2 separate regions of the Sus scrofa genome follow, and region 1 is linked to region 2. Evidence: chromatin contacts called from public promoter capture Hi-C data. All regions are on one chromosome and are shown on one strand. Each heading gives the region's core, a stretch centred on a gene start, on an enhancer-like site or on the middle of the called end of the contact. The rest is flanking DNA. Distances are from core to core; before and after follow the strand shown. Region 1 holds the start of MRPS11 (mitochondrial ribosomal protein S11). Region 2 holds the start of DET1 (DET1 homolog).

Region 1 (7,359 bases), core at 4,700-7,199, 58 kb before region 2:
ACATATACATATACTTTCATATGTACCTGCTCGAGGTTTTCTTAGCCATTTTAATTATTTTAACATTATTTGCCATTTCAGTGAATTTGAAATAAACCAATATATTTCATTTTATATGCACCTATAAAATATCAACACACCCTTCCACACTTATTTACAATGGGAATGTTCAAAGGAGGAAAGCATGGTGCCAAGGGGAGAGGCGCCTTCCCATGTGGTGCGCAGCAGGGAAGCTGAGCATCTGAGCACCACGATCCTGGCAAGAAGCCAGCTGCCAACTCCTGCGTGACGCGGAGGAAACTGAGAGCAAGCTGGAGACCACCCATGCCACACTATCTCACTACTTCTCCTGCAGGCCACGAAGGCCCCACGCCGGAAAGGATCAACAGGCTGCTCGCACTGAGTAAACATTCAACAAGTACCTCCCACGTGCTAAGTTCTTTGCCAAGAGTGGGATGACTGAAAGGAATAGATATTACCTGTATTTTCAAGGGAGTCAGAATTCGGGCTCGGGAGAGACTATTTGCTAATAAATAGCTCCACAGCAATGGAGTAAGTGAAGAGTGTCTTCTCCACTATTACACAGGCTCCCACAGGACACGTGCAGTGTTCAGTTTATCACAGGGATCCCACTGCCTGGAGAGTGTCCAGCAATGGCAGGCACAGAGTGAATGTCTGGGTAAGGGCCCACACAAGCGCTATGGAAGCCTAGAGGGAGACTAGCTCTCTCTATCCAGAATGTTCCACCATAGAAAGCAGAATGTGTGAGCTGAGTTTTAAAAACTGAGCTGTCAGACTAGTGAGGAGAAAAGCACTCCAATGAGGGACCAGCAGGCCCCAAGACAGAGATGCATAAAAAAAAAAAACCCACATTATTCATTGATTATAAAAGGATTGCAAAGTTAGAACTTAAAATGTACATGAATGAGGCAGAAACACAGAAGACTGATGTACTTCGGACCAGAGAAATAAAGCCTTGTAGGCCCTGCTTGAGAGTCTGCTTTTATGGGAAACTTTTTAAGAACTCAAGGCAGAGAAGTGACAGGGACTTGTGTTTAGGAAGGTTCATTCTGGCAGCACTGAAGACTACAACACGAAAGCAAGGGAAGCTTATTCAAGAGTCTGGTGTAGTTAGTGTTCCTGCTGTGGTGCAGTGGGTTAAGGAACCAACATTGTCTCTGTGAGGATGTGTGTTCTACCCCTGGCCTCACTCAGTGGGATAAGGATTGGCGCTGCCGAAAGCCATGGCATAGGTCACAGATGCAGCTCAGATTTGGTGTTGCTGTGGCTCTGGGGTTGGCTGCAGCTGCAGCTCCAATTTGATCCCTGGCCCAGAAACTTCAATATGCCACAAGTGCAGCTGTAAAAAGAAAAAAATAATGTAGGAAAAGAGAAAACCAAACAGCAAATCGTAATCACTTTTATGACAGGAAACAACAATAAATAATGAAGCTTTCAATAATGTAAAAATTGAACCACATTTTAATATAAGTCCCAATCCTGTGGGCATGGATAACTCCCTTGGTGTTCTGAATGGAAAGACAGCAATGCCACTGAAGGGAAGGTAAGTAGGACCTAAATCGCCAGCAGTACCCCCTCATAGCTATACCCATGATGATAAAACAGTTTACAGGAGTTCCCGTCGTGGCTCAGTGGTTAGTGAATCTGACTAGGAACCATGAGGTTGCAGATTCGATCCCTGTCCTTGCTCAGTGGGTTAAGGATCCGGCATTTCCATGAGCTGTGGTGTAGGTCGCAGGCGTGGGCTCAGATCTGGCATTGCTGTGGCTCTGGCGTAGGCCAGCAGCTACAGCTCCAATTAGCCCCCTAGCCTGGGAACCTCCATGTGCCCTGGGAACAGCCCTAGAAAAAAAGGCAAAAACACCAAAACAAACAAACAAACAAACAAAAAACCCGGTTTACAATACTGGGTCCAGGAGTTCCCTGGTGGCCTAGCGGTTAAGGATCCAGCACTGTTACTACTATGGCTGGGGTCACTGCTGTGTTCTACTCCTGGCCCAGGAACTTCCACATGCCCTGGACACAAGGGGAGGTGGGGGCGGGGTGAAGAGACAACTGGGCCCAGAAGAAGATCTGGGCCAATTAAACCAGAAAGAGTACCAGAATCACCTATTCCTATGGAGAATACAAAGCTGTGGAAACTGGGAGCTGAGTGTTTTACACTTTATTAGGAAGACAAGTTCTCCTGAACAGAAGCTGAAATTCTGTATCCTTCAGGCATGATGGCAATTATTAATTCAAGGACCTACCAGGAAGTGCTACTAAGCAACATTAGCCCATTCAAAGGTGGGGGAGGAAGATGACATCTACGACCACACCCTTGAGTTCCACAGAGGAAGTGATGGCCAGCCAGGGCGATCCACTCCACCAATGCCACAACTTTACCAACCTCCCCAGGCTCAGAATTAATAGAAGAGGCTCTGTGAAGGAGCCAGTGACTAAGACAGCCTGGTCAAAACATACTGACCGACCTCCTACCTCCCCCTCAGAATAAAATGCACCCACAGTGGATTTTATTATTCAGAGAATGAAAAAGTAGGTTTTAGGGAAAAAAAAAAAAAAAAAAAAAAAAAACTCAACCTACACAAGAATGGAAAAAAAAATATGGAGTCTAATAGAGCAAATAACTTTTACAAGTGTAGGAATTTTTTCTCTTGTGCCATCAAAAGAACCAATGTGCTATCATAAAAAATAAGAAAATAATTAAAAAGAAATAAAATAAAAATTTAAAAATCTCATTAGCACAAAGACTCTCACTTAATCTAAGATTCTTTTCTAGCTGAAATTTTTATAAATATCAAAGTTTCCATTAACCTTCTACCTCCAACCCTTAAAACCATGCCCACAGTCAGCCAGGAAATCCTTGGGCAGAGTCTGAAGTGTGTCTTATGGGGTTTAGGAGGCAGGGAACTCACCTGAAAGTGTGGCCAGGGTTCGCTCAGCTGTTTGGCGGAGGGTCTCCCCTGGCTGCCAATCTGACTGGGGCAGCATCCAAATATCCTGGTCTCCAAGCTTCTCTCTGACCAACAGAATAAGGTTCCTATCAAGCTTCCGGTGTAGTGAGGTTCGGTCATCCTTTTTATCCGCTTCTGTGAGGAAAAAGAAAGGAGAGGTCACAGAAGACAAGAGGATCGTGTTCTGCCAGGACCAAGAAGATTAGAGTTTTACAATCCTCCTTCAAGGTAGAACCACAGTCTTTGCCTTCAATGAGCTCACAATCAAATTAGAACCCTTAGCCATCTAAATCTGACCTCTCTCAGGATAGAGTTTCATAATCTTGAAGAAACTAAAATGTAACAAGAAGAAACCAAATGCTGAACTCCTCCTTTGAAAAGCAAAACGTAAAATATTTTGAGCCTGTGGAAAATAAGCAATACCCAAACACTACTCTTTCATTGGTTTTGCAGCTATTACTGATTTAATCAGCCTCTACTTTCTCTACTCTTCAGTCTTCATGGTTAAACAAGGATAAGAGAATTCAACCAACTTTCTGCTTTGGGAGAGATTTCAGATAAAATACAGGAAACTAGCGGAAAGGCTTAATTTCCCCCACTCTCAGCCCCAAACTAGTTAGATAACATTCCTGAGGCTTAAAGGAGACAGAAAAGGCTACCCCAATACCTTTACCTCCCACTCAAAAATACCACAGACCTTTTAAAAATTTTATCAGGGTAGATGTGAAGAACAGAGAAAATAATTTCTTTTTCCCCCAACTGAAAGAAGATTTGTCATTTGAAATTGTTACTTAAAACACAAAGCAGGATTTAAGCAACTATCCTTTGTTTGGGAACAATACCCTCCTCTTCTGTGCCACTAAACGGCCTGAAAAGAACACAAACCTGTTAGTCGAGCTCCAAGTTTGAAGTGTAGGAATTTCTGCTCCCACATGTCTTCCAAATCCTGTGCCAGCAATATATTCTGCTCATCTTCCTCTTCATAAAGGTCACTTTTCTTCTTTGCCAGTTGTTGGGCTTCATCCAAAGCACGAAGCTCATGGTCTGAATACAGGCTTCTCTCTATCTCAATCTGGGAAAATTAAAAGAACAAAAAAACAGGCAGAATAAAACAGAGCTACAGCACACTTGACAGACTTAGAAGTTTACCACCCAACATAAGCAGACGTGCAATCAAAACACTACAGAGAGGAGTTCCTGTTGTGGCTCAGAGGAAATGAATCAGACTAGTAACCATGAGGTTGCAGGTTCAATCCCTGGCCTCGCTCAGTGGGTTAAGTATCTGGCGTTGCTGTGAGCTGTGGTGTAGGTTGCAGACGTGGCTCGGATACTGCGTTGCTGTGGCTGTGGTGTAGGCAGGCAGCTACAGCTCCAATTCAACCCCTAGCCTGGGAACCTCCATGTGTCACAGGTGCGGCCCTAAAAAGCAAAAAATAAAAACAAACAAAAAACAACACTACAGAGAAAAGAGAAAAAGAAAAAAGGTCGCCAGCACTTTGGGGTTGAGTTATATTTGCCAAAATGTTAGAATGTGATTGGAGGTCAAGACTGCCATAAAGAAAATTTGCCTAATAAAAGCATTGCCTGCCCACTTAACACCCTCCAGTCATGCCATTTTTTGGTAAGAATCTCACTCACCAAGGACATTTCTGCCATAGGGAATTTGCTGATGCGATTCTTGCTCCCTAGAATATTTTCCCTCATGCTTTCCTGGGAGATTCCTACTCACCCATCAGATCTCAATTTAAATATCACTTTCTTAAGAAAGATGACACCTCCCATTAAAATCAAATTAAAGGTCCCTGTTTAACAGTCTTACAATACCCTGTGTTTTCCTTTACAACACTTAACAGATCCTGCAGTTCCATAGTCATGTGATTATTTTATTATTGATTATCCCCCCCCAGACTGAAGCACTCTGAAAACCAGAGCCATGTCTGTCTTATTCACCACTGCATCCCTAGCACTTAACACAAAATCTGTAAAAAGCAGGTGCTAAATGATTATCTGTGAAGTGATTAACAAAATATCTGCAGAATAAATAAACAGACCAAGTAAAAAGCACAGAAGTGTAGTTTATACCTCTTGATAGCCAAAACAAAAACATCTCAGGTTATGGGTAAACATAGTTTCCTTTAATAATTATTTATAGGGATTTAAGACCCTCATAGCCACTTCTCCGTTTTTGCCCATGTTTCTTCACTTGCCCCTCACACAAGTAGACTTTATCAAAGCTATGTTATATATGAGCCTTTTGCCTTTTCCTAACACTCGTCACATCACAAAGAGTTTTTCTTCTCCAAACTGTCAACTACCTATGATGGAGACCGAACCCATCTTATTCACCATGGCATCCCTGTGTGTTGAAAGAGAACATTTCCAAAGAGTTGCCTAAGATGACTATAGAGAAGATCAATGAAAACGAACTACCTTTTAGAGAAACCTACTACGTACTACACCAAGTTAGTAAGGTAGGTACTACTTGCAGGTAAGTATACTGAACTTCAAAAAAGTGACTTGCCCAAAGTCACACAAACTAACTTGGTACCATAATCATAACTGGAACCTGGCTAGCGTGCCTCTATTGCTTCCCCAACTTCACCCTGAAGCCAGGACCCACATTTCAATCCCACCTGCTGTAGCAGATCCGCCATCTCTTCCTGCAATGGGGTCAGCGGCTTTGTGACCAGCGGTGGCCTCTGCAGGCACAACGCGCCCAACAGGCGCCATGGAGAGCTACTGCTCGAAGGTGCGACCGCAAGGGCCAGGTTGCGAGAACCCAGACTATGGGCCCAAGGACCCTCAAACCGTCGCCAGCCCCTCACCACTCTTAACATAGTCCGTCTCACGGGCGCCGCCATCTTTCAACCTTCCCACAACGCACTGCGCCTGACAGCGGGTCCTGGGCCAATCCCATATTCCCACAAGGCATCGCGGGAGCGACAGGACGGGCAGAGGTCGGTCCCGAACCTACTAGAACGAACCATTCCAATATGAAGGGGTGGGCAAAGAACTCTTGTTAGAAAATTAGGAAAAGGAGGAGTGCTTCCCAGTTGGCTCTTGCAACGATAGTTACTATAGAGCATTTAAATGAGAATAGAAATCTTTAATATTCCTCAAGAGGAGAGGTCAGGTAACTTTTCCTCTGCACCTTCCCCCACAAGCGTCCGTGGTGCTGCCGCCGCTCCGGCGCCACCGTGGTGCTGGTCGCCGTGGACGGAAGCTGACGGGGATCAACTCAAGTCATGCAGGTTGTAAGAAACGCGGGTTCTCGGCTCTTGCAGTCATGGGCATGGCCACCGAAGACCAGGTAAGGACGATTACTTTCTCCCAGCCCACGGTCACCCTCAGGAGTGTGCTGCTGCCGGTGTCCCCAGGGCCACCTGGTCTCCAGTGGCAGTTCGGCCTGTATCTCACCGAGCTTTACTTCTCCTCAGGATCGTGGCTGGACTGCCGGCCTCCACCATCCACAGGAGCGCCCCTCATTTGCAAGACGCGGCGGCCAAGCTGGACATTGAGGACAAGGAGGAGGCTCGGACTCCGAGCCACAGCAGCTTCAGGTGAGGGCCACTTGTGTCCAGCCCTCGGGAGACTGACACTACCCTCCAGAGTCAGAGAACCGGCGACTTCCCAATTCTTTGACGCTTGCCAGCTGTGGGACCTTTTGCAGATTTATCTCCGAACCTCACCTTTTTCGTCTAAAGGTGGAAATAATGCCTAGGGAGGTTGTGAGAAGTGGCTGCACTAGGTTATAGGTTATTGTGCGCTTTTTAGAGTTGATGTAAGATCCAGGGTGCTTTTTGTGCTCAGCCCCAGCAACTGGCATCCTGCTTTCCACCAGTGCCACTGCCTCTGTGTGCTAGTTGTACTTCACATGCACTTAGCAAACATTTACTAAGAACCTGCTTGGTGCCGGGCACTGTGCTGGGTGCTGGGGATACAAATGCAGACAATCATTTCTCCCCACAAGTAGATCACAGTTTACCAGGGAAGATAAGACTTGCAAACGTTTTCACCAGGATCTGATCAGTGGTATACTGGAGGTAAGAAGTGGTTGCTTTGAAGTATGAAAGAACGAGTTCTGACTCCTAAGGGAATCAGGCAAGAGTGCTAGGAAGATACTGTGAAGCTAAGAACTGAATTGAATGGGAGTTCAACTGGAAGAGATAAAAGGTCATTTTAGGCAAAGCTAACAGCCTGTGTAAGACATGCAGCATGAAAGAATGTAGTGTATTCACGTATGTGATGGCAGATGAGGCCAGCAGGGTGAGAAGGAATCAGAATGTTCGGGGTCTTACCTGTAGCCGACTCCCCACTGTAAGTAGTGGAGAGCTGCCTAAGCCAAGATTCTGTTGTAGTCACTCAGCAGTGTCAGGCACTGTTC
Region 2 (6,933 bases), core at 4,354-6,853:
AAAAAAAAGGGGGGGAACACACACACACACACACACACTTATTGGGCTATTAAGATGTCCACATTACCCAAAGCAATCTACAAACTCAATGCAATCCCTCTCAAAATCCAAATGACATTTTTGCAAAAATTGAAAAATTCATCCTAAGAGGCACATGTAATCTCAAGGGACCCCAAATAGCTAAAACAATTTTATAAAAGAAGAACAAAGTTGGAGGACTCAAGCTTCCTGATTTCCAAAACCATTACAAAGCCCAGTAATCAAAAGAATGTGGTACTGGCATAAAGACAAAAAATATACCAAAGGAACAGAATTAAGAGCCAAGAAATAAACAAACCTTCATGTATATAAAACCAAGATGAGAAGTTCAGAGAACCCCAGCCATGATAAATCCAAAGAAATTCATGCCCACACATACCATAGTCAAATTGGAAAAAACTAAAACACAAAGTAAAAATCTTGAAAGCAGCTAGGTAAATGATAAATAACCTATAGGGAAGCAACAATTCATATATCTGTGGATGTCTCAAGAGAAACTACAGAGGTCAGAAAGAAGAGGAGCAACATTTTCAAAGTGTTGAAAGAGCTGTCCGTTTCATCATTCAAATCTCAGCAAGACTGCCGCTCTTCAAAATTTTTCCCTATCTTACTTAAAAAGTTGTGCCTCTTTCCATCTACATCAATCTACTATTTTCCCTATTTTATTTTCTTTAGGCCTTATTATCTTCTTATTTGTGTAAGCTTCTAAGCTTACACATATCAGACAGGAGGGACCTTGTCTAATTTCTTGCTGAATCCCCAGCACCTAGGACAGTGCCCAAGGCACTGTCAGTGGTCATCTGAGATGGACCTTGAAAGATAAAGAACTCACTTGGCAAAAAAAGAGGAGGAATGTTCCAGAAAGAAGGTAACTTTAAAAATATATTTAGAGCAGAGTGTGGCATCAGTTGGAAAACAATAATTCCAAGCATACAGGAAGCACAGAATGAGTGATAAGAGAAGCCTAGAGGAGTTTATACTGTGGTGCAGTGGGTTAAGTAACTGACTGCAACAGCTCAGGTCACTTCAGAGGTGAGGGTTCAATCCCCAGCCCTGTGCAGTAGGTTTAAAGATCTGGCAGCTGAGGCTCGGATTCAATCCCTGGCCTAGGAACTTCCATATGCCACAAGTCGGCCATTAAAAAGAAAAAGAGAGAGAAAGTAGACAGGAACAAGTTTGGAAAATACTTTGTACACCAGGCCACACAAGCTAATACAGGTTGTAAGCAGCAGAGCAACTGATCCAAACTATATTTAAGAAATAAAAACATACAGATGATGGGGAACTTACTTATAATGTCTCCTAAAAGGGACATGAAATGCCTTATATATACTATATAATATATATACTATCTAAGCAAGTTAAAGATCTCAATGACTGAGCAAATCAAGTTTCACAAACTGCTAATCACAACTCATTAATGGGGCACTGAAGTCAATGTAGTGGATATACTAATTGACATTTTTAAAAATAGAATAAAACAGCATACCAAACTACATCACACACAGTAAGGGTAAGCACTATTGTGTGAAACTTTTGTTTCAATTATATATATATATGAGTTACTTACACTGGGGGAGGATATAAAATATATTTCCTACTGATCCAGAGCAGGAGACATCAAACTCAGGTCGAATCTAGCCCGCCTGCCTGTTTTTATAAAGTTTTACTGGAACACAGTCATACCAACTTATTTACATCCCGCCCATTGCTGCTTTTGCCCTATAAAGGCACAGCTGATTAGCTGAGACCAAAGACCACACAACCCACAGCCTATAATACTTACCAACTGGTCCTTTGAGAAAAAGTTTGTCAATCTCTGATCTTGAGCAGTGGTTCCCAACTGGGGCAATTTCATAATATATGGAGACATTTTTAGTTGTCATAACTTGGGAGGGAGGGATGGTGTGCTATGGGTGTCCAGCAAAGAGAATGCTAGGATGCTGCCAAACACCCTATGGTAAACAGGACAGCCCCCACATCTGGCCCAAAATGTCAGCTGTGCCAAGGCTGACAAATCTTGATCTAGAGAAATGCCTGCACATATATAACAGGAGACATACAAAGATGCCTGTAGCAGGACTGCTAGCCACAGCAAAAACTGACATCATTCCAAATGCCCATCAGCAGTAGACTAGATAAATTCCTCCAGGCATATTCATACAGTGCAATCTTATAAAGCAGTGAGTTAATGCACTACAGTTATATATAACAACACAGATGAATTTCAGACACAGTGTTGAATGAAGAAAGCAAGCAGCAGAGTACATACAATGTGATTGCCTTTAAATAAGTTTCAAACAATTTTTGTCTAAGAATAAAATATATAGAGTATACAATTACAAAAAAGCAAGAGTATTATAAACCTAAGACTCAAAATAGTGGTTACTCTAAGGAAGTAAGAAATGGGATGGAAATTGGGGACACAAAGCCAACTCCAACTGTACTTTTTTTTCTTGAATCAGAATTCACTGTATTGTTATTCTCTTAAAATTGTATATGTTTCCTAAGTATTATGTGTGCTTACTTAGAATTCTTTCTTAAATTAGAAAACAATCCTTGTCAAGAAAAAACAAAGGTAGGGCAATAAAATGAAGCTTGGAGTACATAGAAATGCATACCACAAGGACCTGCAGAACTGTCAAGCTTCTAATTTGGCTCTTTCTCAGCCAATAAGGCACAGGAAAATACAATCAGTTGCAGAATTTGCACTGCCAATAAGATAAAAACATAACAGCTGCTTGGAAGAAGCACAGCATTTCCCAGCACTGGATTTTATTTTATTTTTAAATCTTGTCCCATATTTTCTTTTTATCCTGGAACAAATTTTATTCATTTTTATTTACCTATTTATTTTGCTTTTTAGGGCCGCGCCCGCGGCACATGAAGGTTCCCAGGCTAGGGGTCTAATTGGAGCTGCAGCAGCCAGCCTAGGCCAGAGCCACAGCAATGCCAGATCAGCTGTGTCTGCGACCTACACCACAGCTCACAGCAACGTCTGATCCTTAACCCACTGAGTGAGACCAGGGATCAAACCTGCAACCTCATGGTTCCTAGTCGGATTCATTTCCACTGCACCACGATGGGAACTACCCGGCACTGGATTTTAAAGGAAATCTCTCTTATGAGTTTTCTCAAAGGACCCTGGCATGATACAGTGAGAAAAATCCCCCACTCCTGAACAATAAACACGATATTGAGTTTTATACAGCTACTACTTCTAAAAGTGACATAGTTGATGTGACTATTTTGATACAGTCCCCAAAACACACTATTAAGGTTTAGGCATTTTAAAAAACCAAGTAATGCACAAAACTGCCTCACTCAATTACTGCCCAGGAAACCTCTGCCCCTGGCACTCTGTCAACCTAAGATGGGGCTTGGAGTCAGAGAGGGAGAGCAGAATGGAATGAGACAGGTTTGTAAGGCCCAGGCACAGCAGAAGGCATCAGACACCACCTAGCAGACTAACTGCATATAACTGAGTCAGAGAAAGAATGCTAGCTATTCGAATCAGAAAAAGCCACTGATCATTTTAGGCAAAGTAGATGCTTCATTCTTTAAAAAAAAATTATTATTAAAAAAAAAAACCTTCAAAAAATTGAGTTCCCATTGTGGCTCAGCAGTAAAGATCCTGATTAGTATCCATGAGAATACCGGTTCAATTCCTGGCCTCACTCAGTGGGTTAAGGATCCTTCATTGCCACAGCTGCAGCTTAGTTCGTAAGTGTGGCTTGGATCTAATCCCTGACCTAGGAACTCCATATCCCTTGGAGCAGCCAAAAAAAAAAAAAAAAAAATTTGTTTAAAAAAAATTTTTTTTTTTTAAACAACATAGAAAAAGCACAGTGAAAGCTCTTTTAGTCAGGTAGAAGTAAGGAAGAAAGAGTAACTTATGATATTTTTCCCAAAAGCTGACCCCTCTACCCTTTTTCTATTCCAGTAAACGATACAGCCACATCTGCTAAAAGGAACCAGAAACCTGAGTCTCCCTTGATAGCTCTTTCCCTCTGCCTCCATACCTCATCAGTCACCAAACTCTGGAGATTTTACCTCCTAAACATCCTCTAATGCTCCACCTTCTTTCTATCATGACCTGCCAGCACTCTTACCCCAAATTTTCTTAACTTCATGTCTACATTATGGCAACTACTTCCTAATTGGTCTCCTTAAATCCACTCCTGTCCACTCCTAATCCATGAACAACCAGAGTGATCTTTCGAAAGGCTTTTGTGAGCACATCCCTCCTCCTATGGATTAAAACAAGTATTTTCCCATTGCTCTTAATGAAAAGGATCAAAATTCTCACCATGCCAAACAAACGCCTCAAAGGTCTCAGCTCTGACTCTCCATCCTCATCTTCTCCCATTTAACTCTAATCATTTCCTCAGCAGGTGTCCTACCTCCTCCCTCTGAACCCTGACATGTCCTCTTAACCTCAATCTAAAGGCTCTTCTCTTCACTCTGCCAAGTTAACACCTATTTTGGGTATCAACCTAATCATCACTTCCTTAGAAAAGTCTTTCACCCTCTCTACCAGATAAAATCCCAATATACCAGTTAGTCATACCTCTCCTTCACAGCTTGCAACTTCCATCTCTGAATTTTACTTACGCCTATGGCCCTAGATGTACCTTACCAGTACACAAACATTTTATTCTGTGTGCCCATCACAGTAAGCCTCCTTTCCTGAACGCTGTTCTCTGCCAACTCAAGTATTCACTGGGGCTGTTCCCTCAGCCTAGAATATATTTCCTCTAGCCTGTTCATACTTGTCAAGTTGCAGCTCAAGGGTCATCTCCTTCACGAAATCTTCTCTGACCATCCTTTCTAAAACAGATTTTTTTTTTTTTTTACTTTACCATTACTTTTACTGTTCTTCTCCATAGTCATTGTCACAATTTGAATCTGAATTTTTAGTTGTATGGTTAGGTGTTTAATATTGGACTCCCCTGTAATCTATCATCTCCAGGCAGTAAGTAACCATGCCTACTTTTAGTTACCTTAGTTTTCTCAGAGCCAAGCACTGCGACTGGTCTATAAGCATGTGTTTAATACGTTATCTATGAAATGAAAGAAGAAAGCCTGGCTAAATTGGGCCACCAACTCATTGAGCGGTGCTAAGTAAGACCTCCCCTCTTGGGTCTCTCCGCAAACAGGCAGGTGCTCACAAACCTCAATTCCTTCAGTCGGCTGCCTAAAACTTCAAGGGGTAGCTAGGGGCGGGTACACAGGCCCAAGGGGGCGCCACCGGAAAGAAAAGCCCGGGGCGGGGCCTCGATAGGAAGAGAATTCTGAAGCAGGGCGGGGGCCGCGGAGTCATGCGAGGAGGGGGAAATCCCATGGCGGTAACCCGAGGAGGCCTTGGCTAGGGCCTGGCGGGTCTGGAGGCTGGACCAAGGAAGGAGAAGTCCTCACCTGTGCGATCTGGACTCAAACGGCCGGGGCGAAGCACCCCCGGACCGGCTCAGCGTCCGCCTCCCCCGGCCCCGCCCCCGCCATGCCTCGGAACCCGGCGTCTGCACCTATGGGCCCCGGCTTCCGAGAGCCACCGGAAACTCAGTGCAGCGAGAAGGGAAGTGGGGAGAGCGCGGTGAAGTCCAGCTGTCAATGAGCGACGTTACAGCGCACTCTAGTGTTGGGAGGAGGATAGAAGCCATCCTCTATCTTCAGTGGCTGCAAAGGAAAAATTGAACCAGGAGCCCTAACCTGGCATCTCGGTGATCTAAGGTCATGTCTCTGCACCCGCTGGACGCATTTGCAAAAACATGAATAAAAATTAATTTTTCGTCTCTTGATTAAATGCACCATTTCACCAGCTGTTGTCTCCTCCTAGACAGTGAGCACTTTAAAGACAGGAACTGGGAGTTCCTTGGTGGCCTAGCCATTAATGATCCCGCCTTTGTCACTACTGTGGCTCAGTCGCTGCTGTGGCAAGGGTTCAATCCCTGGCCCGGGAAATTCCACATGCCCCCGGGCATGGCCAGTAAAGATATAAATAAATAAATAAATACTGATCTTTGAACACTGTACCCAATACATTAACTAGCACACGGTGGATGTATAGTAAAAGCATCTCGCACTACATTAATCCTGGAAAACTTTAATTGACTTTCACTTACATTATCTCATTGTCTCTTACAAACTGGTTTCTCCCTCAAAACCTCTGCTTTGTCCTATTTCTGGACAACCTGCCCCCAGATTTCCCTGTGTCTTCCTCTTCAGATAATTTAGACCTCAAAGCAAATGTCACCTCTTCAGGAAGGCTTCCCTGACTCCTTTCACTCCACCACCATCATGCTATTTCTTCAAGCACTCATCACTATCTGATATTACCCTGTTTTTTCTCTTGTTTTAATTTCTTTCTTTGTTCTGTTTCCCTTGCCCCCACTAGAATGTAAATTCCATGAGAGCAGGGGTTTTGTCCTGTTTTCTGTTCTAGCCTCCCCTAGAACAGGATTTGGCATCTTTCAGGTGCTTGACAAAGACCCAACCCATAAATGAATGGCTCTGCCCACAGAGTTCACAGCACCTCTATGAGGAAGAACTGTTTATTGGTATTTACAGATAAGGAAACCGAGGATCAAGGAAGATGAGTGATCAAGGCTCAAGGAAGATAAGTGACTTGAAGGTGTAGGATGGCTAAGAGGAAACAAAGATAGGGTTCTTGGCCTGTCTTGACATTCCCAAGCTGAATGTTCTTGGGTACTGACTTCAGTCTTGATTTCCTCTTCTTGGAAATGAAGATATGGTGTACAGACTATATCTCAAGTAGAGGGGGAAAAAAAGAAGAAGAAGGAAGTCTAAATTTCAGATTGTCCCCACCTTTTTTGCTGGGGTGGCCATGGAGCAGCTCTGAGTGGAGTACTGGCCTTCCACTTCTCCATTCAGACT

What was found. Promoter capture Hi-C pulls out the DNA fragments that hold promoters and counts their contacts.
Region 1: a promoter capture Hi-C map of liver shows a contact between it and region 2, with 3 times the contacts expected there. The contact joins the promoter of MRPS11 here to the promoter of DET1 in region 2. A contact is called at or near these places in 1 of 5 promoter capture datasets (liver), 5 of 47 Hi-C or Micro-C datasets (embryonic fibroblasts, fibroblasts, liver and 1 more) and 1 of 2 datasets of contacts at active chromatin or transcription factors (alveolar macrophages).

Annotation. Positions count from the first base shown.
Region 1 is chr1:191,320,500-191,327,858 of Sscrofa11.1, reverse strand. MRPS11 (mitochondrial ribosomal protein S11) reads left to right here and starts at 5,949. Exons shown (of 6, transcript NM_001244528.1): 1 at 5,949-6,285; 2 at 6,413-6,535. The coding sequence starts at 6,221. MRPL46 (39S ribosomal protein L46, mitochondrial) reads right to left here and starts at 5,869. Exons shown (of 4, transcript XM_003121860.4): 1 at 5,609-5,869; 2 at 3,861-4,047; 3 at 2,937-3,110. The coding sequence starts at 5,836.
Region 2 is chr1:191,262,119-191,269,051 of Sscrofa11.1, reverse strand. DET1 (DET1 homolog) reads right to left here and starts at 5,603. Exons shown (of 6, transcript XM_013993479.2): 1 at 5,458-5,603; 2 at 1,826-1,882.